5 separate regions of the Sus scrofa genome follow, and regions 1, 3, 4 and 5 are each linked to region 2. A link is a contact called in public Hi-C and HiChIP or PLAC-seq data. All regions are on one chromosome and are shown on one strand. Each heading gives the region's core, a stretch centred on a gene start, on an enhancer-like site or on the middle of the called end of the contact. The rest is flanking DNA. Distances are from core to core; before and after follow the strand shown.

Region 1 (4,803 bases), core at 251-2,750, 180 kb before region 2:
CGGCTCACCGCAGGAGACTTCAGCTCCACGAAGCCTTCTTCCGGTCTCCACTCGGCGGCCACCAAACTGCCCCTGGCAAGGAGTGGGGAGGGGGCCGTCTCAATCTGCGGGCTTAGTCGACCCGGTCCGTCCGCCCGGCTCCGCCCCCGGCCCGGCCCGCCCCCCTCACAGGCGCTCCACGCGCTCCTCCGCCAGCAGCTGCCAGAGCTCCTCGCGGCACAAGCGCAGCCGCTCAGCCTGGGCCGCCGAGCCGTCGGGAAGGAAGTCCTTGGGGCCATGCGAGCGCTGGGGCAGCTTCTGGGGCCGCGAGCGGGCGGCGAAGAGCTCCGGCACACTGGGGAAAGCAAGAAGGGACGCGGGGTTAGCGCCACGCAGTCGGGACCGCTCGGCCCTGGCCGGGATCCCCGTCCTGGGTGCCCATCTCCTTCCCTGCGCCCACCCTGCGGTCCCGGCGCCTCCCCCGGGCCGGGCCGCGCCGCGCCGCACCTGAGCACGCGCCCGGGAGGAACCTCCACCTCGGCGGACCCAGGTTCGGGCTCCATCGGGCCGCCGTCTGCAGCTGCGCGCGCGCGCGCGCGCGCCGCCCATGCCCCGCCCACCGCCGGAACTCCGCGCGGCCCTAGCGCCCGCCAATCCGACCTCTGCTCCTCCGCGCTCCAGATCAACCCACCTGCTTTCCACCTTCCTGGTGTCCTGGGTCCTAGCGCCTGCCAACAGACATGGGGCTCGATTCCGGAGGCGGAGAGCTTGCAGGTTTCTGGATTTGTTAGGACCATCTCTCCGATCCCCAGCCCTCCTCTGGGCTCCTCTCTAGTAAAACTTGCGGAGCCTGACGTTTGAAAGTGTGCTATGAAGAGTCAAATTCATGATCTTCCCCTCCGCAGCCCTGAGCTGCTTAGTCCCCATCACCCATTGGGACAGGGAGGGAAGAAGAGGGGTGTAGAGATGGGCGAGTGCTAGGTTCCCGAATTCCAGCTTCACAAACTGGAGGCCGCCGAGGGCTGTCAGATGCGATCTAGGGAGGTTCGGTGTTCCTTCAGGGTCTTCCGTTGGGTCTCTTCCTAAGGGCTCGGAAACTATGTTTTCAGGGCCGGGGGCGGGAGGCCGCTGTCCGACCCACGATGGTGCTGAAGCGCCACCATAGATGGTCATAGGCACCTCCTCGAAGCTGGGGTCCCCGCCGCCGCCACCACGGGCCGCTCCGACACGGGCCGCTAGGTGGCACCATTGCTCCAACCAGCGGTTGTTGGTCTGCTATTCTGGCCTCGCGGGCAGAGGTCGCCGCGGCGGTCCCTGGAGGGGCGAGGGGCAAAAGGGAAGGGGGATTTCCCAAGTGAGATTCCTGGGTCTCGGTTCCCAGACCCCTTCGCATCATGTCTTCCCTCCCGCCCGTCACAAACAGGGCACCTCACCCTTCAGTCTGAACCCTAGAGCCCCAGATCGCCCCTGCTCCAACAGCCGGGACGCAGCGTACTCTCGTCCCCACCCCCGCCGCTTCACCTGGGCGCATGCGCTGAGCGAGGCAGTGTCCAAGGTCCGGACCCGAGTGATGGGGGCGGGGCCTGGGCGGCTCGGGGCGGGGCCCCAGGCACTGACTGACAGCCCGACTGCGCGGCCGGGACGATCCCTCCGCTCCCGATCCGGCGGGAGGGAAGGGGGAGGGGCGGGATTTCCTGCGGGAGGCGCCGAGCCGGCCTTGGAAAAGGAGGAGAAGAAGGAGAAAAGGGGTAAGGGGGGCAGTGGGAGCCGCCGTCCGGAGTGCCAGGGACCGAGCGGGACCAGCCGGACCCCCAGCGGGGCGGCTGGAGAGGTGAGACGGCGGGGTCTGAGCTGGGGGTCAGCACCCTTGAGGGCGGGTACAAACTAACTTTTCCTGCGGGATCGGCGGGCGCCTACATCTGTCGGCTCCTTCTGTCCTTTTCGCGCCCCTATCCCGTCCTCCCGCATCAATCCCTCCGGCACTTGGCCCTCCCGGTCCCTCCCGCCGCTTTGTTCCCCGGTCGGCTGGAGCTGGGCTGGGTTGGGGGGGTTGCGCGGCGCTGGACTGGCATTCCGGGGGGCGGGGGAGCCAGCCCGACCCCAGGCACTGCCAGGGGCGCCCTCCCCCAATGTCGGCCTCGGGCCTTGAGCTGGAGTGCCCTCTGGGTTGGGCTTGGGACATTTTGGGAGGAAGGGCGACCCCAGCTAGGGCCCCAGGCCTGCACGGGGCTCATGCCACAGGACTTGGGCAGCAAATTCATGGCCACTGAGGAACTGACGTAAGCTTTTCTAAAGTGAAGTCGGGGCTCTGGGCCACAGATTCAGGCTTGGGGGGGGCCAGGCAGCCTCATTTACCAGCGGTGCCCCAGCTCTTATCTCTGTTCTCTGCCCAGCTGCTTCCCCATCCCGCGCAAGGGTCAGCAACAGGTGCCGGAAAGCCTCCCTGTCCTGCAGGCAGACCCTCGGCCAGAGATGGAGAGCCGTAGCTCCCACTCCACCCTCTAGATTCATGAAGAGCCCTGGGGCAAGGGCATCCAGCTATTACAGCAAAGCTTAGAGAGGGAGGGGTCTGGGGGCAGGCGCCTTCCACAGGGAGTGACCACGGGCCGGGCTGCCTGCGCCTGACCTTCTGCCAGGCCCCACCTTCTGGCCCACCAGTTGTCTGTGGGTGTCAGTGCCCGGGGCTGTGGAGAACAGGCTGCTGGCCCCGCCTACCCCAATGTGTCGTGCTGCCAGGGCCCCTCCTGCCCCAGGTTGAGGTGCTGCCAGGTGCCCTGGGGCCTCAGTGACTCAACCTCCCCCTCCCAGGACCCCTTCCCCCCACCAAGTGCTGCTCTCAGGCGTGGTGGCTCCCTCCCCTCTTTGAGTGGCTCAGCCCCTCCCTTGACTCACAAGGGCAGCCAGGATGATTTGGGGGGTCCCTGGAGGCCCTGTCCGGTTCTTTCTCTGAGCCCTGCTTCTGGGACCCTTTCAGGCTCTGGCCCAGCCTTCAGCGGACCACACCTTTTCCAGACCCCTGACACCTGTCCACCGCCGCCGCTGCTGCCGCCGCTGCCCAAGGCCCGAGGGAATGCAGGCTGCCCTCTGGGTGGGCACTGGTGCTCCTGAGCCACTTTGGGAAGATTGGCGTTCCCAGTCCTGGCCCATCCCTGGGCTGTCGGAAGCTGCAAGCTGATATCCGTCCAGATTTCCACACAGCCTCCACCCCCTCAGAGATCAGCTTTCCGGCCTGTGGTGGCAGCTCACGAAGCACCTTGAGGGAGTAGCTGTCAGCGCCTGACAAGAAGCCCCCAGCCTGGGACACCAGACACCCTCCCCCCCGGACACCTGGTCCTCCCAAGGGCCCAGGGATGGCACCCTGACGCCTCGACTTAGATCAGCTTCCTGCTTCTGCCCTGGAACCCTGATCCCAGCCCAGGGACCAGGATGGGTCGTGAACAGGACCTAATCCTCGCTGTCAAGAATGGAGATGTGACTGGTGTGCAGAAACTGGTGGCTAAGGTCAAGGCTGCAAAGACGAGTGAGTACCTGGTGGGGTAACTGCCCAGGGAGACCCTCCCCTGAGTGCCAGGCCATAGGGAGGCCTCACCCTGACCTGGGGGCTTGGCGGGGGAGGACTGCCTTTTTCCATACAAGGAGCGCCTCTGTGTGGGAGAGCCAGAGAGGAAGTTGGGTCCCCTTGCTGTGTGTCCTTAGGCAAATCATTTAACCTCTCTGGGCCTCAAGTGCCTTGTCGGTGAAGTAGGAGGATTGAAGTATGTTCATTCTCATTTTTTTGAGTATCTATTGTGTACCAGGCTCTGAGCACGAGCCACATGAGCCACAGCGGTGAATGAAACAAACCTAAACTCCTACCCTCGTAGAGGTGCCTTTAGCAGGTGGTTTGTCCAGCATGTTCTTTGGAGCTGTGGGGTTTCTGGCAGTGGGTTAGGAAGGACTGACTGCAGAGAGCTCCGCCCCCACCCCCAGTTCACCCAGAGCATCTCTGCATCTTTGTCAGCTTAATGGAGATATCAGTATGATAGCTTTTTTCTTTTCTTTTCTTTCTTTTGTTCTTTTTTTTTTTTTTTTTTTTTTTTTTGTCTTTTTTGCCTTTTCTAGAGCTGCTCTCTCGGCACATGGAGATTCCCAGGCTAGGGGTCAAATCAGAGCTGTAGCCACTGGCCTATGCCACAGCCACAGCAACGTGGGACCTGAGCCGCGTCTGCGACCCACACCACAGCTCACGGCAACGCCGGATCCTTAACCCACTGAGCAAGGTCAGGGATCGAACCCACAACGTCATGGTTCCTAGTCGGATTCGTTAACCATTGTGCCACGTTGGGAACTCCCGTATGATAGCTTTTTAAAAGAGAACTCTTCTTAAAACAAAGTTCAACATCAAGTGCCTGCTAAGGTCCCCTTCTCTCTGATTTCTCTGTCCCCTGGGAGGGGTGTGTGGCCCAAGTTAATTTTCTGGAGGTTTCTCTGCAGCCTGGGGTCTCTAGTCTTGACAGGGAGGTGGGGTTCCATGCTCAGGTGGCCACACCTGACTTCTGTCTCCTGAGTACCTCTGCAGTGAGACACCCCCCCACTGCCCGAGGGGAACTGAGCTCTGAGGTTCAGGGAGAGCTCTCTGGACTGTCCCAAGAGGACACTGGACTTGTCCCCTTGAGTTCTTAGACCAACAGGCACAGGAGGTGGCTCCTGCCACCAGCCTGGGGCCGGGGGAGGCAGAGTCCTCCTTGAGGGCTAGGGCTCCAGCCCCAAGATACACAGTGGCCCTGTGCACAGGCAGGAGTCCCCTAGTGATGTCCCCCCACTCCTGGGCACATGGGGTGCCGC
Region 2 (5,133 bases), core at 880-3,379:
AGAGTTGCAATGTTTATTTCAGATTTGTTTTTGTTTGTTTGTTTGTTTGTTTGTTTTTGGCCAGACAGCAGCGACCAGAACCACAGCAGCGAGAACACAGGAATCTTGACCCGCTAGACCATCACTTGTCTTTTAAAGATAAGCTTCTAACACTTGTCTTTTAAAGATACATTTTGAGGTGTTCCCCCTGGTGGTGCAGCCTGTTAAGGATCCAGTATCATCACTGCTGTGGCTTAGGTTGCTACTGTGGCATAGGTTTGATCCCCAGGTCTGGGAACTTAAAAATGCTGCAGGAGAGAATCCCCCCCCCCAAGAAAAAGATACATTTTGAGATGCTTACTGGTAAAAATCACATGATATCTGGCATTTACTTAAAAATAATGTTGGGGGTGATATAAGGGGGAAGAACAAATCTGTCTCCATATTGGATCTGTTTCTTCTACTTTATCCTTTGTATACTAGTGCATTTGCTACAAGTTAATCACTAAAGGGACGTTACCTCTAAGCTTAAATTATACAAGATCCCTATCTCTGGGAACTCTGTCTCCCACGAAATGAGAGTTAAGCTAAGATAGCTTTGTTGGAAGTTCCTGTTGTGACTCACTGGTAACGAGCCCAACTAGTATCCATGAGGATGCGGGTTCGATCCTCGCTCGGTGGCTTAAGGATCCAGTGTTTCCAGGAGCTGTGGTGTAGGTCACAGACGAGGCTTGGATCCTGAGCTGCTGTGGCTATGGCGTAGGCTGGCAGCTGAAGCTCTGAGTCGACCCCTAGTCTGGGAACTTCCATATGCCATGGGTGCGGCCCTAAAAGCCAAAAAAAGAAAAAAGAAAAAATTGCTTTGTTCAGCTCCCAGGAAACCTCCTGACCAGGCCCATCTGTGTGACTGCAGGAAAGAATAAATTAACACATCCCTTCTGAGGCTGACTGGAACCAGGAACTGTGTGACTCCCTCATAAAAGAAGCCGGAATTCTAACCCAGGCCAGACAGTTCTTTGGGACAAGAGTCCACCATCTTCTCAGTCTGCTGGCATTCTCAATAAAGTCATTATTCCTTGCCCCCAAAACTCCTCTTTCATTTTTTTTTTTTTTAATTTTCCTCTTCCAATTTATTGGCTTGTCCTGCAGTGAGGCCAATAAATTGAGTCTGGACTCCGCACCAGTGGCACATAGCTGCTGGTATAGAGGAAATGAGACTGACCAAGGGTTGGTTAATTGCTGAAGTTCAGTAATGACTATATGGTGGCTCATTGAGCTGGTCTCTCTACTACTGCATATGCATGAAAAGATTTTAAATTGTGCAATAAAGGAGATCCTGCAGTGCCAAAAGGTGTTAAGAATCCAGTGTTGCCACAGCTGAGATTTAGGTCACAGCTGAGGTTCGGATTCGATCCCTGGTCCGGGAACTTCCGTAGGCCACAGGACAAAAGAAAAAAAAAATTAAAAATAGATATTGTGCGTCAAAATGATTGCACTAATGTAAAAAACAATTTATTTAAAAATCAGGAAGAAATACTGTCCTGCAAAACGCTGATGCTATTTGCGTAAGAAAGGTAGGATGAGTCATTTCCCCTTTATTTCTACATTTTCTGTAATATGTCTATGTATTTTTATTTTCCTAAGGGCAAACAAAACCTCTGTATTTTTGCCGTCCCCATCTTGGACTTAAAAACTCATCTATTCCCTCCTCCATGGCCTCCAGGCTTTGATTAAGCTTCCCGCCATCTTTTCCAAGTTTAGATTATCCGGATTCTGGAACTACGACGGTTTTGAGGAAAGGAGGTCAAGTCCAGAACGCCCTAAACTTCCGCCGGCCAGCAGGCTGATCTAAAGCGCGGGCCACTTTGCACCGCGACCTCCAAGTACGCAGTCTGGCTTGGGACCCGCCTCCTTCCAACGCGTGGGTTATATTTGCGCACGCGTGCGCCGAGGGACTACATCTCCCAGGAGGCTCTGCGCCTCGCGGGGTAAGGGGGCGGTGAAAACAACCTTGGTAGCGAAGGACTACATTACCCAGAGGTAACTTGAGAGGCGTTGGTCCAGGGGCGGCTTGCAACCATTGGTTCAGCGTCTGTCGGAAGCTGCGCGGTGATTGGTCCCGAAGCCCGTCGGTTCCTGCCAAGAGCAGTTAAATTTTGCTGTTAGCGTGCGCGAGAAGGGAGGGAGAGAAGAGCGCGGAGAGTTCTGCCGCGCCCTCTGAGCTGGGTGAGTGACCTTTACCTCCTCCCTCCTGGCACTTTTCTCGGGGACCTGCACCGTCGCTCCCCTGCTCCCCGGGAGGGGCCCACACGCGCAAGTACTCACGCGGGGGCTGGGACTGTACCCACACGTGTCACGTCTGACGTGAGAAGCATCTTCAGGGACGCAGGGAGCAAAATCCTGGACACGCCCCGGGCACTTCTACACGCGGGAGCCCACCTCGCGGGTGTCTTCTCTGACTCGGAGAGAAAAAACACGCTCAAAGGCACACGTGGACATCTGTGTCCACACGTGGGCACATCTGCAGAGACTCTCAGCTGAGCCCAGGGGCACACACGCTCACCGCGGGAGACCTGCATAGCTGCTGCAGTAGTAAAAGGGGAGTGGCTAAGGGAGACACCAGCGGCTCCCTATCTTCTGAATACTGAATTGTATCATACATGTAATCATATTTCATTTTTTATCTTGTCTCTTCAGATTAAATATCAAGGCTTTTTGGTACAAGAAGGAAATTTTGAACCCGCAGAAAAAGTAAGGCCACTACTGAATTGTGATTTACAAGCCCTTTCACGTGTAAAAAAATTTTACCTTTCTTACAGAGCTTATCACACATGATATCTTGGATGTTCCTTCCAGGAATCTGGCTAGGCAGGGCCACCATCATTACCATTTTCCAGAAGAAAATGAAACCTGCTAGGGGTCCAATCTGAGATATAGCCACGGGCCTACACCACAGTCACAGCAACGCAGGATCTGAGCCGAGTCTGTGACCTACACCTCAGCTCAAAGCAATGGCAGATCTTTAACCCACTGAGCAAGGTCGGGGATTGAACCTTTGTCCTCATGGATGCTGGTCAGATTTGTCTCTGCTGAGTCATGAAGGGAACTCCCTTCTTTTTTTTTCTTATAAAGTAGTTTTCTATTTATTTATTTATTCTTAGGACCACACCCATAGCATATAGAGGTTCCCAGGCTAGAGGTCAAATTGGAACTGCAGCTGTGAATCTACACCACAGCTCACAGCAATGTGGGATCCTTAACCCACTGAGTGAGGCCAGGGATCGAACCCGCATCCTCATGGATCCTAGTAGGATTCTTAATCCACTGAGCCACAGCAGGAACTCCCTGAACTCAGGCTTCTTGATTTGAGGTGTAAGATTATGTCCAGCTATACAGAACGCCTACTTATAGAAATGCCCCCTTCTTGACAGCAGGGAACCAGCACTGCTCAGCGTGACCTTTGAGGGTGTGCAGAGAAGTTAGCGAGGAATGGGCACATTCCTGGCAAGGGTGGGGAGGTTTCATACCATTAGACTTTTTTGGGGTGGCGAGGGGGGGCTATACCTGCTGCGTATGGAGGTTCCAGGCTAGAGATTGAATTGGAGCTGCAGCTGCTGGCCTTCGCCTCAGCCACAGCAATGTCAGATCCGAGCCGCATCTTCGACCTACACCACAGCTCACGGCAACACTGGATCCTTTGACACACTGAGCAAGGCCAGGGATTGAACCTGCATCCCCATGGATACTAGTCAGATTCTTAACCCATTAAGCCACTGTGGGAATTCCGCCACTAGACTTTAATAAGACATTATTTTAAAGTACTTTGCTGATAGAGCCCCGTGGAAATGTCTGGTCAATTTCAAGGATGGATTGGAGTACTACTTTGGTACTTTCAGAAATATTCGGGTTTGGGGCTGAGGGACTGGTACAGACAGAGTTCCAGGGAGAGTGAGCGGAGAAAAAGAAACAACAGTGGGGCGAAGGTGTCCCTGTGTGGGCCCTGACTTCCCTGTTACTAGAGGTGGTCAAAAAAACTAGGTTATTCTGAGGTCCCTTCTGAAATTTTTTTTTGACCACGCCCAGAGCATTCAGAAGTTCCCAACCCAGGGATCAAACCTGTACTACGGCAGCGACCTGAGCCACAGCAGTGACAACACCAGATCATTAAGTGCTAGGCCATCAGGGAACTCCTGATCTAGTCTTTTTTTTTTTTTTTTCTTTTTAGGGCCGTACCTGGGGTGTATGGAAGTTCCCAGGCTAGGGATCCAATCAAGGCCTATGCTACAGCCACAGCAACGTGGGGTCCAAGCCTCATCTGTGACCTGAACCACAGCTTGCAGCAACGCTAGATCCTTAACCCACTGAGTGAGGCCAGGGATCGAACCCATGTCCTCATGGATACTAGTCAGATTTGTTACTATTGAGCCACAATGGGAACTCCAAATGTCTGTTATGTAAATGTTGTAAAGAAGAGTAAAGCAGGATAAGCAGAGTAAAGGGGTGGATAAGGGCGTTGCTCGCTGTGGGCTGTGGGCTGGTCGGGGATGGGGGGGTTGCTCGCTGTGGGCTGTGGGCTGGTTGGGGATGGGGGGGTTGCTCGCTGTGGGCTGGTCGGGGGTGGGGGCGTTGCTCGCTGTGGGCTGTGGGCTGGTCGGGGGTGGGGGCGTTGCTCTGAGGAGTGATGGTTGAGCAGACACCCTAAGAACTTGCTCTGGTATTGACTCCGAGTCTCTTGCGTTTAGCTTGAAGCTGATGGACGTTGTGTGGTCCAGGGGCAGGGATGGTGGGCTATGACCCCAGAGCAGATGGCAGGAATATCTCCAATCTCGAGGTGGCAGTGGCTGGATCTGTCTCTGGACTTGTCACTCGGGCGATGATCAGCCCCTTGGACGTCATCAAGATCCGTTTCCAGGTAACCTTCTCCCCCCTGTTCCGTGTAACGGGCTGCAGGACCAGTTCACTCTTTTTGGCCAAAGCAGTTCCTAGAGCTTGGAATTTTGTTAGGAAGAGGCCCTTTGTTACCCTCTCTGAAATTCTTTCTTTCCTTTTTCTTTTTTGGCTGCCCCACAGCATATGGAGTTCCTGGGCCAGGGATCAGATCTGAGCCACCGTCACAACCTGAGCTGCAGCTGCGGCAACACCGGATCCTTAACC
Region 3 (4,586 bases), core at 168-2,667, 150 kb after region 2:
TAGCCTGGAACCACCATATGCCCTAAAAAGACAACAACAACGAAACAAAGATACATGCTGAACAACGAACGTCTGTCCTCAGAATCAACAAACTCTTTCCTACCACCTAGCTCTGAGTCAGGAGCTGCCTCGAGCTCTTGGACCTCATTTGGTACCTCTCTCAGCTTCATTCACCACAGTCCCACCACATCAGCCTTTCCTTCTGCCTCCTCCCGCTTAAGGGTCTGGGCCCATGCTGTGCCTCTGCCGAGACCGCCTTCCCACGATGGCCAAAACAAAAGGAGTGTCTACCTCCCCTTGCTCCACCTCATCAGCCTGTTTATTTTCTTCAGAGCCTCAGCTTTTGTTCAAACACCTGTCTCCCTCTACCAGAGTGTAAATTCCTCGAGGGCAAAGACCTTTTCCCCAACCTGCTTGCCATCTTCCCAGCATTTAGAACAATACCTTAATCACACAGTACATGCCCCATAATACCTGTCCAGCGAATAGTTCGATAGGTCCTAGGCATAAGCCATTCCAAGTCACCTCTACTTCTCTGGATATTAAAACATGAAGATAAAGCTGTTTAAAAAGAGCACTCCACTCCCCCCTCCCGACCGCACCGGCCTTCAATCCATTTCCTCATTTATGCACACACCTGTAAGCAAGCAGCGCAGACAGGCACGCAGAATGAGTGCTTCGCAGCTGAGGGACTGCTTAAGATTCCTTTCTCCCAAACTCACTTCTAACTCACTGACCTCATTAAAGCCCATCAGGCATCTAGGAGTTGCACCCCATCCTTACCAATAGCAAACTCCACCAGGGTTTCATTCTCTTCCGACAGTGAATCGAGGAATAAATCCAGGACCTGCAGCTGCCGCAGATACTGGTAATTACTGGGGTCATAGGCGAAGTTAGCGAGGTTGGCCAGTACTTGCTCCTTGGCGTCTGCAGTGGAAAAGCAGCATTGGAACCAGGTCTGGGGCGGCGGCGGTGGCCGGACCCCTGCCCCCGCCCTGCTCCCCCCGCCGCCGCTCTCACCTTGGCTCTCTGTCTCCTGGAATTCCGTGACCAGCGCCTGAAGATATCCTAGCCGGCCGACGTGAGGGTCTACCTTCGGCTTCTGGGCCATGGTCGGGCGGCGGAGGGCCCCCGAGGGAACGGCAGGTGTGTGGAAGGTGAGGCCGGAAAGCGGGGCGAGAATCTTACCCGGGTCTCCACCGGCCCGGGGAGGGGAGGACTGGGGCGGGAAACGGGCTCCTCTCCTGGCTTTAGGCTCTGCGGTAATTTGCAGCTGAAACTGGGGTGTGGGAAATGGGATGGGGATTCAGGACTCCGTAAGAGTTAGGAGTGGAAAATCTAAGGACGGGCGCAGGAGACAAGCACACAACCGCCCGCTGTGGAAGAGAGGAGCAGGAGCAGCGCCCGGCAGAGCTCGGTTTTCTTCCAGGTTCCGGATTTCCGGGAGAAGCCGCGCCTAGTCCCGCCCCTGGGCGGAAGGGGCGGGTCGAAGGGGGCGAGGGGCGGGGCCCTCGCAGAGCTTAGAGGGCTTGCGCGGAACGCTTGCTGCTTCTCAGCTCCAGATGAGGGCGATCCGCCTGGCTGGCGATCCGCCTGGCCGGCGATCCTGGAAGGTTGTGGAAGCACTGAGGAGCGCGGCCAGAGCCTTTAAGAGCTTAGAGGTGGCGGGGGTGTAGGGACACCCACGGGAGAACTGTCGAGGCAGAAGCACTTCCAGATACTTCTGCACTTGAGGGGGGCGCAGCCCAGCCTTCTGGAGCAAGGGACGCTCCTCTGGAACTCGGGTGTCTGTCCTCTGCAACTCTGGCTCCCAGTGTCCTCCATGTAGGTCCTTTAACACTACCTTGTGGCCGGCTTTTCCTGGCACCCTCTGCTTCCCAAACTCGTGCTAAGTCTGCCACCTCTGGCCAGAAACCTCAGGAACTGGGTAATGTCCTAAGGCATTTTGTCAGCCAAGTGGACGGGGAGCACCAGGGGCAGCACCATCAGGCCCTAGAAGGAGCCTCAGTGCACCGCTCTGGCGGCTTTCTGGGTTGTGGAGCCAGACAGACCTCACAGGCGCAGAGGACAGAGCACCAGGGAGGAAGGTGGCTTCTCGCACTCTAGTCATGCTTGAAAATGGGTGGATAAAAGAGGCTTGGGCTGTGCGCTATTTTGTTTTGCTTTTAAGAAAAAATTTCTTTTTGCGTTTATTTGCTTTTTTTTAATTTTAGGGCCGCACCCGAGGCATATGGAGTTTCCCAGGCTAGGGGTCCAATCAGGGCTACAGCTGCCAGCCTACACCACAGCCCCAGCAAAGCAGGATCTGAGCTGCATCTGCAACCTACACCACAGCTCTCTGCAACGCCAGATCCTTAACCCACTGAGCAAGGGCAGGGATGGAACCTGAAACCTCATAGTTCCTAGTTGGATTCATTTCTGCTGCGCCATGAGGGGAACTCCCAAGCTGGCTTTTTTTTTTTTTTTTTTGGATGGAACCTGCACCACAGCAGCAACCCAAGCCATGACAACACTGGGTCATTAACTAGCTGAGCCACTAGGGAACTCTTCTGTGAGCTTCCTGAGGGCAAGGGCCATGGGCCTTTGGCCCTGGGCCTGGCATGAGGGCAGAGTGGCTGCCATACTCCAGCCTGCCACAGCCCCACTGGGAGCCCCTCTGTGGTCTCAGGTCCTTGTGATAAGCCCCTGCCCTATGCACACACCCCAGGCCAAGAGTTTTGACCGTAGTCTGGATGCTTGGGCCCCCGCTCCTTCTTGAAGGGTGGTGGTCCCAGGCCCCTCAGCTTGTGAAGGGAGCTGATGCGGCCCAGAGAAGTGCATGTTAGCCCAGGGCGGCCAAGGGGGCTTCTCTGCTTCTGGCTGGACAGAGGAGTAAAGGCCTGGGAACAGTGGGCTTCACCCTATGCAGGTTAGGAACGGCTCTGCCCACTCTCTAAAAGAATCCCAGATCAGCTAAGAGTGAATTCTGGAATCAGATAGAAACTTCCACCATCACTTGTCCCCTCCTAAGGCTTCAGGGGCCCTCATCTTTGGGGAAGAATTCTTAGTCCTTGGTTTTGTGCTGAGGGCAGCGATCTGGTCTTACTCCTCTCAGCCCAGTTCCTGACACACAGTAGATGCTCAATAATATTTGTGGGAGGAATTCTGCCCAGAGATTATTGCCACTCTTGCCCAGCGGGCAGAGAAGGTGGAAGTTTCCTATGCTAAATATTTACTGATCTCTTTTTTCTTTGAAACAAGTTTTCAAGAAATGGGCCTAACGGGACGCAAGTTTCAAAGCCTTGCAGCTACTAGCACCGGAAGCATTCATCTACCAGTCCCAGCGCGCTCTCTTTCCATTGAGATGGAGAGGAGACAGGACCTGGTGAAATGTGTCCAGCGGTGCATTCTCCCTTCAGTGCTCAAGCTGTGGACAGTGACCATGTACAGGACAGGGATGGGAACAGGGACACCATGGGTCTTCAGGGTCAGACCTTTCAAACTGGAAGAGACTTTAGCTTTTCAAGGCCCAGGGATGGTGAACAATTTGCCCAAAGTCACACAGCAAATTGTGGCAGAGTCAAACTTGAATTCCACGCTCTATCCCAGCCCAGAGCCCTTTGCTTCATTTCTATACTACTGCCTTTGGCCAGAAGGGGGCACTCATGGGTCCTGGAGAAGGATGTTCCCAAGGACATTTACTTGTGCCAGCTGGAGCGCGCAGGAGGAAGGCAGGAGTTGGGTCACAGAAGAAAATCGATTCTCCTGATAAGGTTTTCTTGTTGGAGCCTGGGTGCACTTGAATCAACAAACAAGGTCCTGGGTGAGAGTAGCCCTGAAGGGGGACGAGGAAAAACTGACTCCAGGCCTATTTTCCAACTTCAGGGGTCACAGGGTTTATTACCTGCTGCGGAAAATGTTTTCGTGTGCAATGCAAACAAACCTTGTTTTTCATTCCCTCAGTTGGTCAGTATTCTGTTGGGACAAGTCTGGGCTGATGGCAGCCAGCCCTCAGGTGATGACCTCGGGGAAGGCACCAGCCCAGAAAGCATATGGGAGAAGCTGTGACCTCCAGGCCAGCAGCACAAGCCAATGGGGAGCAGGGGTGGCTTGGCAGTAGGCCCAGCCGGCTACTTACCCCTGGGTTGACATCTCTGACACAGCAGGGGGAACAGGATGACAGGAGGGGCTGAGAAAGGGATTCTGCTGCTAAAGCAGCTCCATTTTCAGAGGTCCTGGGGCCCTGCCCTGATTTCTGCCATACCCAAACTCCTCTTCCCAGCCAAGATACAGGTTGGGGCCAAGGAAGGAGGAGACCCTAGGGCAGACGCCACTCATTCTGGGACCCCAGCCAGGGGTCCCTGCACAGATGCCAGGACAGGTACTCCAGCAACATTTAATCTGTCCAAATCCTGCATCCAGGTTGGCCCTTCAGCCTGGCCCCCAGCACCGTGACTCAATTGCTCACAGGTCCTTCTTCCTAAGGTTCCAGCCAGCACGAGGCTGAGGCCTAGCAATCTGTGCTGGGGGCAGCTGTCAGGCAGAGGTGGGGCCAGCTGGGAAGGGGTGGGGGACTCGGGGGAAGGGTAGGCTCTTTGGCATTGTCT
Region 4 (5,301 bases), core at 980-3,479, 210 kb after region 2:
AACCTTTGCTACACCTGCACAGGAGCTCAATGACTATCTCAAAATTCAAGTGTGTGTAACAGCTTTAAAGATTTGGCCTGAACTTTAAAAATGTCCTGTGCAAACACTCTTCTTACCTTCTTCTGCCAATTCCTTCGTAATGATGAGCTTCCCGTGGCGGAGGTAGTTGAGGATGGGACCAAAGTAGGTAGGGTCCCTGTCAATCAGATAGGCCCCTGTCTCGTCCTGCCAAACAAACACAAGGGTGTCATTGTGCAGCTTTCCGACTAGGTCAGGGCAGGATTTCCACCCCTCTGTCACAAGTCACCAGTGAGAGGATAAGTTCTGCTCGTTGGTTATCACAAACCATCGGCAAGAAGGCTAGCTTTATGCATCTCCGACTTTAAGGTCATTCCAGGGAGGGTGTTACAGATGTACAGTGATATTCATCATCCAGGCTTTAGCTGGAAATTTTAAAATCTTCCCTCAGAAACAATTACCAACATTCTTCCTTTGGAACGTTTGTTACTAAGAAACAGAAGAAGAAAATGCTATGGTTGCAGGACCAAAATTTTTTGCGTGAGATGGACATACTGACTTCTCTATTGTCCCCGAGTCACATTCCTAATTCCAAGAAAACCTCTGTTTAGTTGGCATTGCTCCTGAGCTCAGGGCCAACATCAGTGGGAGTGTGCATTGGCAGCTGTAACTCACACATCCTAGCTCTGTGCCCAGAGGAAGCTTGGCACTGCCAGGACTTGGCTCTGAGCAGTTTTAATCCTACTCATCTTTACAGTAAAGGGAACAAGAAGAAACTGGCTGCTACTGCAACGAGGAAAATCTGGGGGCAGATAAAAATAATTCTTTTCTGAGCAAGATTTTGGAAACTCTTTAAAGTTAGGGCAGGACCGGTCTTCAATCTGAGATTTATTACTGGAGAAGCAGGAGATGAATAAATGAAATCGACCAATGTTTATCCAACCCCAGCTTTGTTGCAAAGGAACACCTGAGTGCTACCTGGGCTATAAGGCAGTGAAGTAATGGTCAATGCCCATAAATTGGAAATTAAAAGATGAACGTATAAAGTTAAAAAGAAATTCAAACGGCTGAAACTGAAAATGGGTTAAGTGTCTTGTCACTCTCAACTCTTTGGTTAGCAGCCACGCATCTTTTGCCCAATGGCACTCTTTGGGTTTCATTTTCACTAGTCTTAGCCGGTCAGCTTAGATTTGCACTGGCAAATGGTAACCTCTTTCCAAGGAATGTATATGATCTCAAATATGGATCTGAAACAGTGACAGTTACCAGATACGAGCTCAGGGACCAGGATCACAGAAAAGATGTGTAATATCACGAGAAGCACTTCCTGCAGCTGTCATCGTCAGACCCAGGCTTCACCCAACTTGGCACAGGGGTCCGAGAGGAAGTCTGAGAAAGCTACAAAGATGCCTTAGCTCATCCTGACCCAGTTCTGGATGCATCTGCCACAGGCGGTGAGGGGCTGAAGAGGAGCCAGGGAAAAACTCACGCACACCTGAGGGGCTGGGATGAGGTGCAAAGAGGAATTCGGAGGAGGGGTGTGGAGTGGATTCTCGTGGGTGAGAGTGGGCACAGTGTGGGGTAGGAGGCGCTGAGAACGAAGGGCGGGGTAGGAGAGAAAGGCTGCCTGCGCCTGAGGATGGAGAAGAGCCCCTGGCGTTAGCTTGACGGGGAAAGAGGTGGGAAGGGTGTCCCGGCCCGAGGAACCCGCCAGTGAGAAGAGTGGCGCAGCAATCTGGGGACCAGCCTAGGAGGAACGAAGGGGTTCGAAGGCCGGGGGCGCGCCCGAGGGCGGGGCGCACCTTGTCTGAGTCCAGCTCCGGGTCCTCCTGGCAGCAGAGGCGGCAGAGAAAGGACTTGGGCTCCCGGCCTAGGGTCTGCCTGGTGGTCACGAAGTAGGTGCCGCCCACGTTCAGCCGGACCCAGCGGGCCGCGCCGCCGCCCCCTGCCCGCTCGGGCGGTCCGGGACCCGGCTCCAGTGGCTGCGCGGCGGCGGTGGGCGGGCGGCCGTGTCCGCGGGGTGTGGAGCCAGCGGGGCGAGGGCTGGGGGGCCCGCGGCCCGGGCCACCCCCATCTCCCAGCCCGCTCCCGCCACCCCCTCCCAGCCCGGCCATCGCCGGGTCCAGCTGCAGCTCCGCCATCTTGGGCCGCCGCCGCCGCCGCCGCTGCCCGCCCGCCGCCGGGCCGGCCCATCTCTCGGCAGGGAGAGCCGGGCCGGCCCATCGGCGGGGGTGGGGCCGGGGGAGAGGGACTGGAGCGCCCCCAACCAGCGCCCGGGGACCCGTGCTGTGGAGGCGCTGCGGCCGCCTCCGGGGGCGGGATTTCCGGAAGTAGCCGTCATCTCTATTGGCTGTCTTGGGAAACAAGGCCCGTCCCTTTAGCTTTGGGATTGGCTGAGGTGAGGCCTTCCGGTGATCCACTTCCGTTCCTTGCTGCCTTGGACTGAGGGCCTCCGGAGTCGGTGAAGGTGAGTGGGGTTTGGGGCCCTTGGTCGCGACCCTTGCAGGTTCTTCTGCCCTGCTGACTCCAAACCTGGGCCTGATCCTTGTTGCACCCTTGCCGAGGACACCGGGCCCTGCGGTTTCCCCTCTGGCAGTGTCCCAGCTGTTCCACGCTCCCCTTCTCTCCCTTCCCCCCGAGCGCTAGGTCGCAGGGACCATTCTGTGACCTGCTGCCTTTGACTTAGGCGCCTCTACTAACCTTGTCTCGTCTAGCCCGCCCCAGCGCGACCGACTTCAGTAGTCTGGTTTGGAGGGTGAGGAAACGTTTCTCGGAGATAGTTTTAGCTTGCTGGGTGACACTAGGGTTCCAGCATTCGAGGGTGTGAAGCTTTCAGAGCCTCTCAAGTGCAGGGTTCGTTTATCCGTTCAACAGATATTCACTGAGCACCTCCTGTGTGCAATATCTGTTCTAGGCGCTGGGGATTCCGTAGTAAATAAAAGACAACAGTCCCTTTATTTATGAAGCCTACTTTCTGCTGGTGCTTGGAATAGTCTCTGTGAGGGCACTTGTTTGGCGTATTTAAAAGTCAGCTGTCCCTCCCCTCCCCTCTGGGTAACATTAGCTATCCTGAGAGCAAAAGGAAGCAGCAGGTATTGGACGAATGGTTTTTTTTTTTTTTTAAGATCCTGGGGAAGATTTCTTCCATCTCCTTTGCGACTCCCTCTATAGCTTGTAAAGACCTTTGATATTTCAATCTGTTTCCTAATGTCTATTTTCTCATATTCTGTCTTTGTTTAAAAAAGAAATGGCAGTGATGCATTTCCATCTTCTCTCATATTCACACGTGTATTGTATACCTCTTTTAAGGGTATTGCTAGTATACTCAGGGTATGTGCTAATGCTGCAGGGGATGATAAGACATGAATAGCGGGTAGAGAGCCCCTTAAGTTTGTATAAGATTGTAGAGCCGGAGTTCCCTTTGTGCCTCAGCAGGTTAATAGCCTGCCCTCTCCGTGAGAATGCGGGTTCAATCCCTGGCATTCTTCAGTAGGTTACGGACTGGTATTGCCACAAGCTGTGGCCTAAGTCGCACATGGTGGCTTGGATCCAGCTTTGCTGTGGCTGTGGCTGGCTGCAGCTTTGACCCCCTAGCCCAGGAACTTCCATGTGCCACAAGTGCGGCCCTAAAAAAAAGAAAGAAAAAGATTGTAGAGGAAATTGATGTGCAAATTACATTTGGTAACTTTTTAACACCCTTCCTAGGTAAGCAGAGCTATTCTCATTTTTCAGATGAGGAAATTCTGGTCAAGAGTCTGCTCTATTTAACTACGCTTTGTTAAAATGTGTCACGTTCTGTGCACTGGAGAATCAGTGAATTAAATGCAAACTCAGTGGAAATGTATTTAAATCATTAACTTTTATGTAATGTATGAATATTACTTTAGCAATATTTCCAAAGGTACATGGACTGCAAACACTAGAGAACAGAGCTTTTAAGGATGAGTTAGGTGTTAGGGAATAGAGAGAAGACCATCGTGTTTATGTGCCAAGTTGCACACCTTGAATTTGAAAACCTAAATTGTCCTTTTTTGATTTAGTAATCCTCATTCCTTTACTTGACTAATAAAACCACCCAAGATGCCGGTCTTTCTTTTTCTTTTTTTTTTTGGTCTTTTTAGGGCTGCACCCACAGCATATGGAGGTTCCCAGGCTAGGGGTCAAATCGGACCGGTAGCTGTCGGTCTACATCACAGCCACAGCTATGCTGGATCTGAGCTGCATCTGTGACCTACACCGCAGTTGTGGCAATGAGGATCCCCAATCCACTGAGCAAGGCCAGGGAATCGAACATGGGATACTAGTCAGGTCCATTAACCCCTGAGCCATGATGTGAGTGCTGATGCTGATCCTTCTTAAAGACTGGTATATTTCTGGAGTTCCTGTCATGGCTCAGTGGTTAATGAATTTGACTAGGAGCCATGATGTTGTGGGTTTGATCCCTGCCCTTGCTCAGTGGGTTTGAAGATCCTGCGTTGCCGTGAGCTGTGGTGTAGGTCATAGACGTGGCTTGGATCTGGCGTGGCTGTGCCTGTGGCATGGGCCAGCAGCAACAGCTCCGATTAGACCCCTAGCCTGGGAACTTCCATGTGCCGCGGGAGTGGCCCTAGAAAAGGCAAAAAGACAAAAAAAAAAAAAAAAAAAATACACCTGTATTTCTCAGATGTCCTTCAGAGGATTCTCTCCAAGAGCTCTGTTTTGATCTGACCTGTTTTATTTTCCAGGATCTGAAGATGGCTGGGCGGAAACTTGCTCTAAAAGCCATTGACTGGGTAGCCTTTGGGGAGATCATACCCCGAAACCAGAAGGCCATTGCTAACTCCCTGAAATCCTGGAATGAGACCCTCTCCACCAGGTCAGTACCTTGCCAAGAGGGAGCCTCTTAACCTGTCACAATGTGGAAACATGCTTTGGAATTATATATGACTTTCTGGTGCTTTTAAACTGGCAAAAAGTATAAAGAAACATGGGCATTTTCCAAATGAAAGCGATTTGTATGCATACCTATGAGTTCTATCCTAGGATGATAGCACCGGGCTGTAGGAATAAGGAACAGAGAAATTACTGGGTAAATTTTCTGTTGCTCATGGAACAACCTTAACTTTTGCTTTTCTGCTTGATAGGTTGGCTGCTCTACCTGAGAAGCCACCTGCTATTGACTGGGCTTACTACAAGGCCACCGTGGCAAAGGCTGGCTTGGTAGATGACTTTGAGAAGAAGGTAACTAAAGCATTGGTCTTGTGCTGTGGTCATAGGTGGGCAGCTGGACGATGGGTAATTACA
Region 5 (4,597 bases), core at 1,748-4,247, 130 kb after region 2:
AACTTGCAGACCTGGTTTTAGTCTAGCTGTACTCCTTGACCAGCCAGCCGCATTCCTTGGGCTTGTCATTTGTGAACTCAGTGTCCTAAATGAAACTTCTGGAACTCTCCTATGCTGCTGGTGGGAATGTAAATTGGTGCAGCCACTGTGGAAAACAGTATGGAGGTTCCTGAACTAAGAGTTGCCACTCCTGGGCATATAGCCAGAAAAGGCTGTGTAATTCAAAAAGATACATGCATCCTTATGTTCATAGCAGGACTATTCACAATAGCCAGGACATGGAAACAACTTAAACATCTATTGACAGAAGAACTGATAAAGATGGTGTACATATACACAATGGAATACTACTCACCCATAAAAAGGAATGAAAATAATGCCATTTGCAGCCACATGGATGGACCTCCAGACTATCATACTAAGTCAAGTATATCAGAAAAAGACAAATACCATATGATATCACTTATATGTGGAATCTAAAACACAGCAAGTTCCCTGTGGCACCGAGGGTTTAAGAATCCAACTTTGGGAGTTCCCATCGTGGCGCACTGGAAACTAATCCGACTAGGAAACATGAGCTTGCAGGTTCAATCCCTGGCCTCACTCAGTGGGTTAAGGGTCTGGCGTTGCCGTGAGCTGTGGTGTAGGTCGAAGATTCAGCTTGGATCTGGAGTGGCTGTGGCTGTGGTGTAGGCTGACAGGTACAGCTCTGATTCGACCCCTAGCCTGGGAACCTCCATATGCCACAGATACGGCCCTAAAGAGACAAAAAAAAAAAAAAAAAAAAAATCCAACTTTGCCACAACTGTAGCACAGGCTGCAACTGGGGTTGGGTTTGATCCCTGGTCTAGGAACTTACACATGCAGCCAGTGTGGCAAAAAAGACACAAATGAACTTATCTATGAAACAGCAACGCACTCACAGAGGATAGAGGACAGACTTGTGGTTGCCAAGGGGGTGAGAGGAGGGAAGAACTGGGTGTTTGGGATTAGCAGATACAAACTATTATTTATAGGATGGCTGAACAACAAGGTCCTACTTACCGTATAGCACAGGGAACTATATTCAGTATCTGGTGCTAAACCATAATGGAAAAGATGGAATTCCCTGCGCTGCAGCAGGTTAAAGATCCAGCACTGTCACTGCAGCAGCTCGGGCTGCTACTGTGGTGAGGGTTCTTCTCAGGAACTTCCATGCTCCACAGATGCAGCCACAAGACAAATACTACAAAAGAATATGAAAAAGATATCTATAACTGGGTTAATTGAATTAACCTACATTTGAAATCAACTGTACTTCAATAAAAATGTTTTTAAAAGAAAAGGAACTTTGAACGAGGTCACCTCTAAAAACCCCGCCGTGATTGAAATGACTCAAGCATAATGTCTAACCACCAGCTCATTTGACCTATGGACATTCCTTTGGGAAGAATGAGGGTAATCACAGATTACTGGGCTAAGTTTTTCTTCCTTATTGTGTAAAGCGTTTGCAAAATGGAGAATTAATTGCTGTGCTACAGAACGCTTCCAGTTTCACTAAGACAGGTTAGCCCTACACATAGCCTGAGTTGCGGTTTCAGTTAGGAGTTCAGAGGTGGAGCACCTGCACCCTTCTCTCTAACAATGGAGCTCTGGGAAAGAGATGTCCCCCATTTGTGTTACAACTTGTGAACTTGGCTTTTGTCTTTATTTCATGAAGGTAAATGCCTAGTCCAAACGTGCTCTGAGGGACAGTTCTGCCAGTCATTTTGGTACTATTTCACATTTCAGAAAATTCTATATAAACATGTTTGCTAAGGGTGTTGAACTTTCCCCTTAGAAGGCTTAGGGTTTGGGGTTCCCTTCCTGGCTCAGCGGTTAACGAACTCCACTAAGATCCATGAGGATGCGGGCTCGATCCCTGGCCTCGCTCAGTGGGTTAAGGATCCTGTGTTGCCTTAGGCTGTGGTGTAGGTCACAGATACGGCTCTGGCCTGGTGTTGCTGTGGGTGTGGCACAGGCCAGGGGGTACAGCTCTGATTTGACCCCTAGCCTGGGAACTTCAATATCCTGCAGGTGCAGCCCTGAAAAGCAAAAAAAAAAAAAAAAGCTTAGGGTTTACAAAGTGAAGTTGAATGATCTTAAAATGATGATAGCAGGAGAATCAGCATTTTGTGGACTTTTTACACAATTGTGTGACCTCAGTGGCTTTGTATTTATTGCTAATGCCCATTGTAGAATTTCAAAATTGATCACCAGGTTCCCCTTCCTAAAGCTTCTTCTGTTCCATTTGGAAGTACTGGGGTGCTCAACTGGGAAACTACAGGAAGATGGGTGACTTAACTCAAATCTGAATCTAGTTTGTAGGTAAATACATTTATACGTAGTCAGGAAATTTACACGTGAAATCTACAAAAAGGAGAATCAATAACACATTCGGACGTTCAGCATTTTCTAGAGGAGGATATAACTCCAATTCTAGAAGAGTGTCAGTTCCACAAAAAGGAGGATGGTCTGGGTTACCTGAGTCTCCTCCTCCAGGTGAACCGGATGCTTAAAGCAGATGCTCCCATGTTTCAAGCCAGCTCTGGTTTATGAATTGGTGTCTGAGGAGCTCTGTTCACAAGAACCCGCTGTCTTCAGCAGATTCATTCACTTCGGTCACTGGGAGTCCCCATGATTTGAGCCTTGGGTTGGTGCTGCCTTGACGTGGCGGGAGCTCTGCTCCAGAGTCCCCACAAGCAGGGAGGACAGGGATGGATTCTTAAAAGGGGGCGTCAGCTCACGGGTTTAAGCAGCCTTGGCTCCTTCTCAGAAGCCGTTGATCTGTATTTAGGAGAGACCCTCTGCCGGGCCCCTGGAAGGTCTGCCCCAAGAAACGTCTGAGGTGAGCGAGGACGTCTGCCACCGAGCGCAGGGTGGCTGGGGTGCACGTAGGCGCGGCCTCAGACCAGAAGAGCAGCTCAGGCCACCTCCGCGCCGGCTGCTGGGGCACTGGGGGAGGCCCGGTGCTTCCGGGGGGCGGGGCAACCCGGCGTCCATGCAAATTAGCCCCGCCCCCCGCCCCCTCCCGGAAGCCGCCGTCCCGGCGCGGAGCTCAACTCGGCTCCGGCCCGGGTTTCCGCGCGCGTCCATGCTTCCGGCCGGCCCGTGCCTCGCGGTGATGGCGGCAAGGTACGCGCGGCCCGTGCGGGTGCTGGTGGACATGGACGGCGTGCTGGCGGACTTCGAGGCCGGCCTGCTGCGGGGCTTCCAGCGAAACTTCCCCAGGGAGCCGTACGTGCCGCTGGAGGAGCGCCGCGGCTTCTTCGCCCGGGAGCAGTACCGAGCCCTGCGCCCCGACCTGGCGGTAGGTGGGGGGAGAGGCGAGGATCAGGGGGAACCGGGAGCCCCGACCCCAGTGTCCCAAACGGGAAGCCCCAACCTCCTGGGCACCTGGGAGTGGGGCGCCTTCCCCCTTGGGTCAGGACCGCCTGTGCTCCACGTCCAGAGACAAAGCTTTCACTTCAGAATCCACACTTCGTCCCAGGACAAGACAGTCTGGAGGAGTACTTACCCCTAAACAAAGTCCCCTCCCTGAGGCTCTGATGTGGGGATCGAGGCGCCCCCCTTCCCCCAGGAATCTTGAGAGTCCTCGCTGGGGCTGGCGAGATCGGCTGGGAGCAGAGCCAGGACAGGAACACTGTATCTTTCAGGACAAAGTGGCCAGTGTGTATGAAGCCCCAGGCTTCTTCCTAAACTTGGAGCCCATCCCTGGAGCCTTGGAAGCCATGCGGGAGATGAATGACATGCAGGAGTGAGGAAGGGTCGGGAGGGAGGTGGGGGGGAGCAGGGGCTGGCACCACCCTGTCTGACCCGCGCCCCTTCCCGCAGCACTGAGGTCTTCATCTGCACCAGCCCGCTGCTCAAGTATGACCACTGCGTGCGCGAGAAGGTGCGGCACTGGCGGCACACCCAGGGTCCTAAGGCCCCATCTTTGAAAGAAACCAGCAGAAACACACAAAGTCGGGGGTGGGGGTGGGGGGAGGGGACGATAGCTTCAAGGGCGGCAGACCCTCCCACCTACTTGCTCGCTGGCCTTGAATTCCGGGGTCCGTCCGGCCCTCCTGACAGACTTGTGCCCACCACACAGTACGGCTGGGTGGAGAAGCACCTGGGGCCCCAGTTTGTGGAGCGCATTATCTTGACGAGGGACAAGACCATGGTCTTGGGGGACCTGCTCATTGATGACAAGGACACCATTCAAGGTAGGAGCCATTTTCCTTGGCACCCTCCGGGCACTGGGCCTGCTGGGATACGAGGGAGGGGGTAGAGATCACCACGTCACCCATTGCGTCCCCTGCCTTCCTCTGCGTCCTGTCACAGGCCAAGAGGAGACCCCAAGCTGGGAGCACATCTTGTTCACCTGCTGCCACAACCAGCACCTGGCCCTGCCCCCGACCAGGAGGCGGCTACTCTCCTGGAGTGACAACTGGAAGGAGATTATAGACAGCAAGCGGGAAGTCCTGTGGCGGGGCCCGCCCGGCCTGGGTCTGCTGCATGCATGAGCCAAGGGGCAGTGGCAGTGGACAGGATCTGGAGGAAGGGGAGGCAGGCCAGCAGGGAACCCCGGCACGAC

Evidence for each region. Hi-C and Micro-C count contacts between places; a contact is called where the count stands out from the background. HiChIP or PLAC-seq counts read pairs in DNA pulled down with a chosen protein or histone mark.
Region 1: a Hi-C map of embryonic fibroblasts shows a contact between it and region 2, with 2.0 times the contacts expected there. The contact joins the promoter of TSEN54 here to the promoter of SLC25A19 in region 2. A contact is called at or near these places in 1 of 5 promoter capture datasets (liver), 8 of 47 Hi-C or Micro-C datasets (alveolar macrophages, embryonic fibroblasts, epiblast stem cells and 4 more) and 2 of 2 datasets of contacts at active chromatin or transcription factors (alveolar macrophages and skeletal muscle).
Region 3: a Hi-C map of liver shows a contact between it and region 2, with 2.1 times the contacts expected there. The contact joins the promoter of ARMC7 here to the promoter of SLC25A19 in region 2. A contact is called at or near these places in 5 of 47 Hi-C or Micro-C datasets (embryonic fibroblasts, fetal liver, heart right ventricle and 1 more) and 1 of 2 datasets of contacts at active chromatin or transcription factors (alveolar macrophages).
Region 4: a Hi-C map of liver shows a contact between it and region 2, with 8 times the contacts expected there. The contact joins the promoter of KCTD2 here to the promoter of SLC25A19 in region 2. A contact is called at or near these places in 1 of 47 Hi-C or Micro-C datasets (liver) and 1 of 2 datasets of contacts at active chromatin or transcription factors (alveolar macrophages).
Region 5: a contact with region 2 is called in an H3K27ac HiChIP or PLAC-seq map of alveolar macrophages. The contact joins the promoter of NT5C here to the promoter of SLC25A19 in region 2. A contact is called at or near these places in 3 of 47 Hi-C or Micro-C datasets (embryonic fibroblasts, epiblast stem cells and fibroblasts) and 1 of 2 datasets of contacts at active chromatin or transcription factors (alveolar macrophages).

What each region holds. Positions count from the first base shown.
Region 1 is chr12:5,854,291-5,859,093 of Sscrofa11.1, forward strand. It overlaps TSEN54 (tRNA-splicing endonuclease subunit Sen54), which reads right to left and starts at 1,501. Exons shown (of 12, transcript XM_021066651.1): 1 at 1,413-1,501; 2 at 671-1,293; 3 at 170-334; 4 at 9-72. It overlaps CASKIN2 (caskin-2), which reads left to right and starts at 1,584. Exons shown (of 20, transcript XM_021066645.1): 1 at 1,584-1,810; 2 at 2,954-3,499. The coding sequence starts at 3,406.
Region 2 is chr12:6,031,532-6,036,664 of Sscrofa11.1, forward strand. SLC25A19 (solute carrier family 25 member 19) reads left to right here and starts at 2,130. Exons shown (of 8, transcript NM_001164514.1): 1 at 2,130-2,205; 2 at 2,677-2,730; 3 at 4,722-4,891. The coding sequence starts at 4,760. LOC102165522 (a long non-coding RNA gene) reads right to left here and starts at 2,115. Exons shown (of 3, transcript XR_002336994.1): 1 at 2,014-2,115.
Region 3 is chr12:6,181,665-6,186,250 of Sscrofa11.1, forward strand. It overlaps ARMC7 (armadillo repeat containing 7), which reads right to left and starts at 1,418. Exons shown (of 3, transcript NM_001243806.1): 1 at 1,021-1,418; 2 at 784-927. The coding sequence starts at 1,111. SLC16A5 (monocarboxylate transporter 6) reads right to left here. Exons shown (of 5, transcript XM_005668613.3): 5 at 3,851-4,586.
Region 4 is chr12:6,239,134-6,244,434 of Sscrofa11.1, forward strand. KCTD2 (BTB/POZ domain-containing protein KCTD2) reads right to left here and starts at 2,230. Exons shown (of 6, transcript XM_021066666.1): 1 at 1,821-2,230; 2 at 117-225. The coding sequence starts at 2,159. ATP5H (ATP synthase, H+ transporting, mitochondrial Fo complex subunit D) reads left to right here and starts at 4,741. Exons shown (of 5, transcript NM_001244684.1): 1 at 4,741-4,873; 2 at 5,142-5,238. The coding sequence starts at 4,752.
Region 5 is chr12:6,159,423-6,164,019 of Sscrofa11.1, forward strand. It overlaps NT5C (5'(3')-deoxyribonucleotidase, cytosolic type), which reads left to right and starts at 2,998. Exons shown (of 4, transcript XM_021066663.1): 1 at 2,998-3,328; 2 at 3,675-3,775; 3 at 3,853-4,226; 4 at 4,345-4,597. The coding sequence starts at 3,020. The coding sequence ends at 4,526. It also overlaps a transcript of ARMC7 not described here.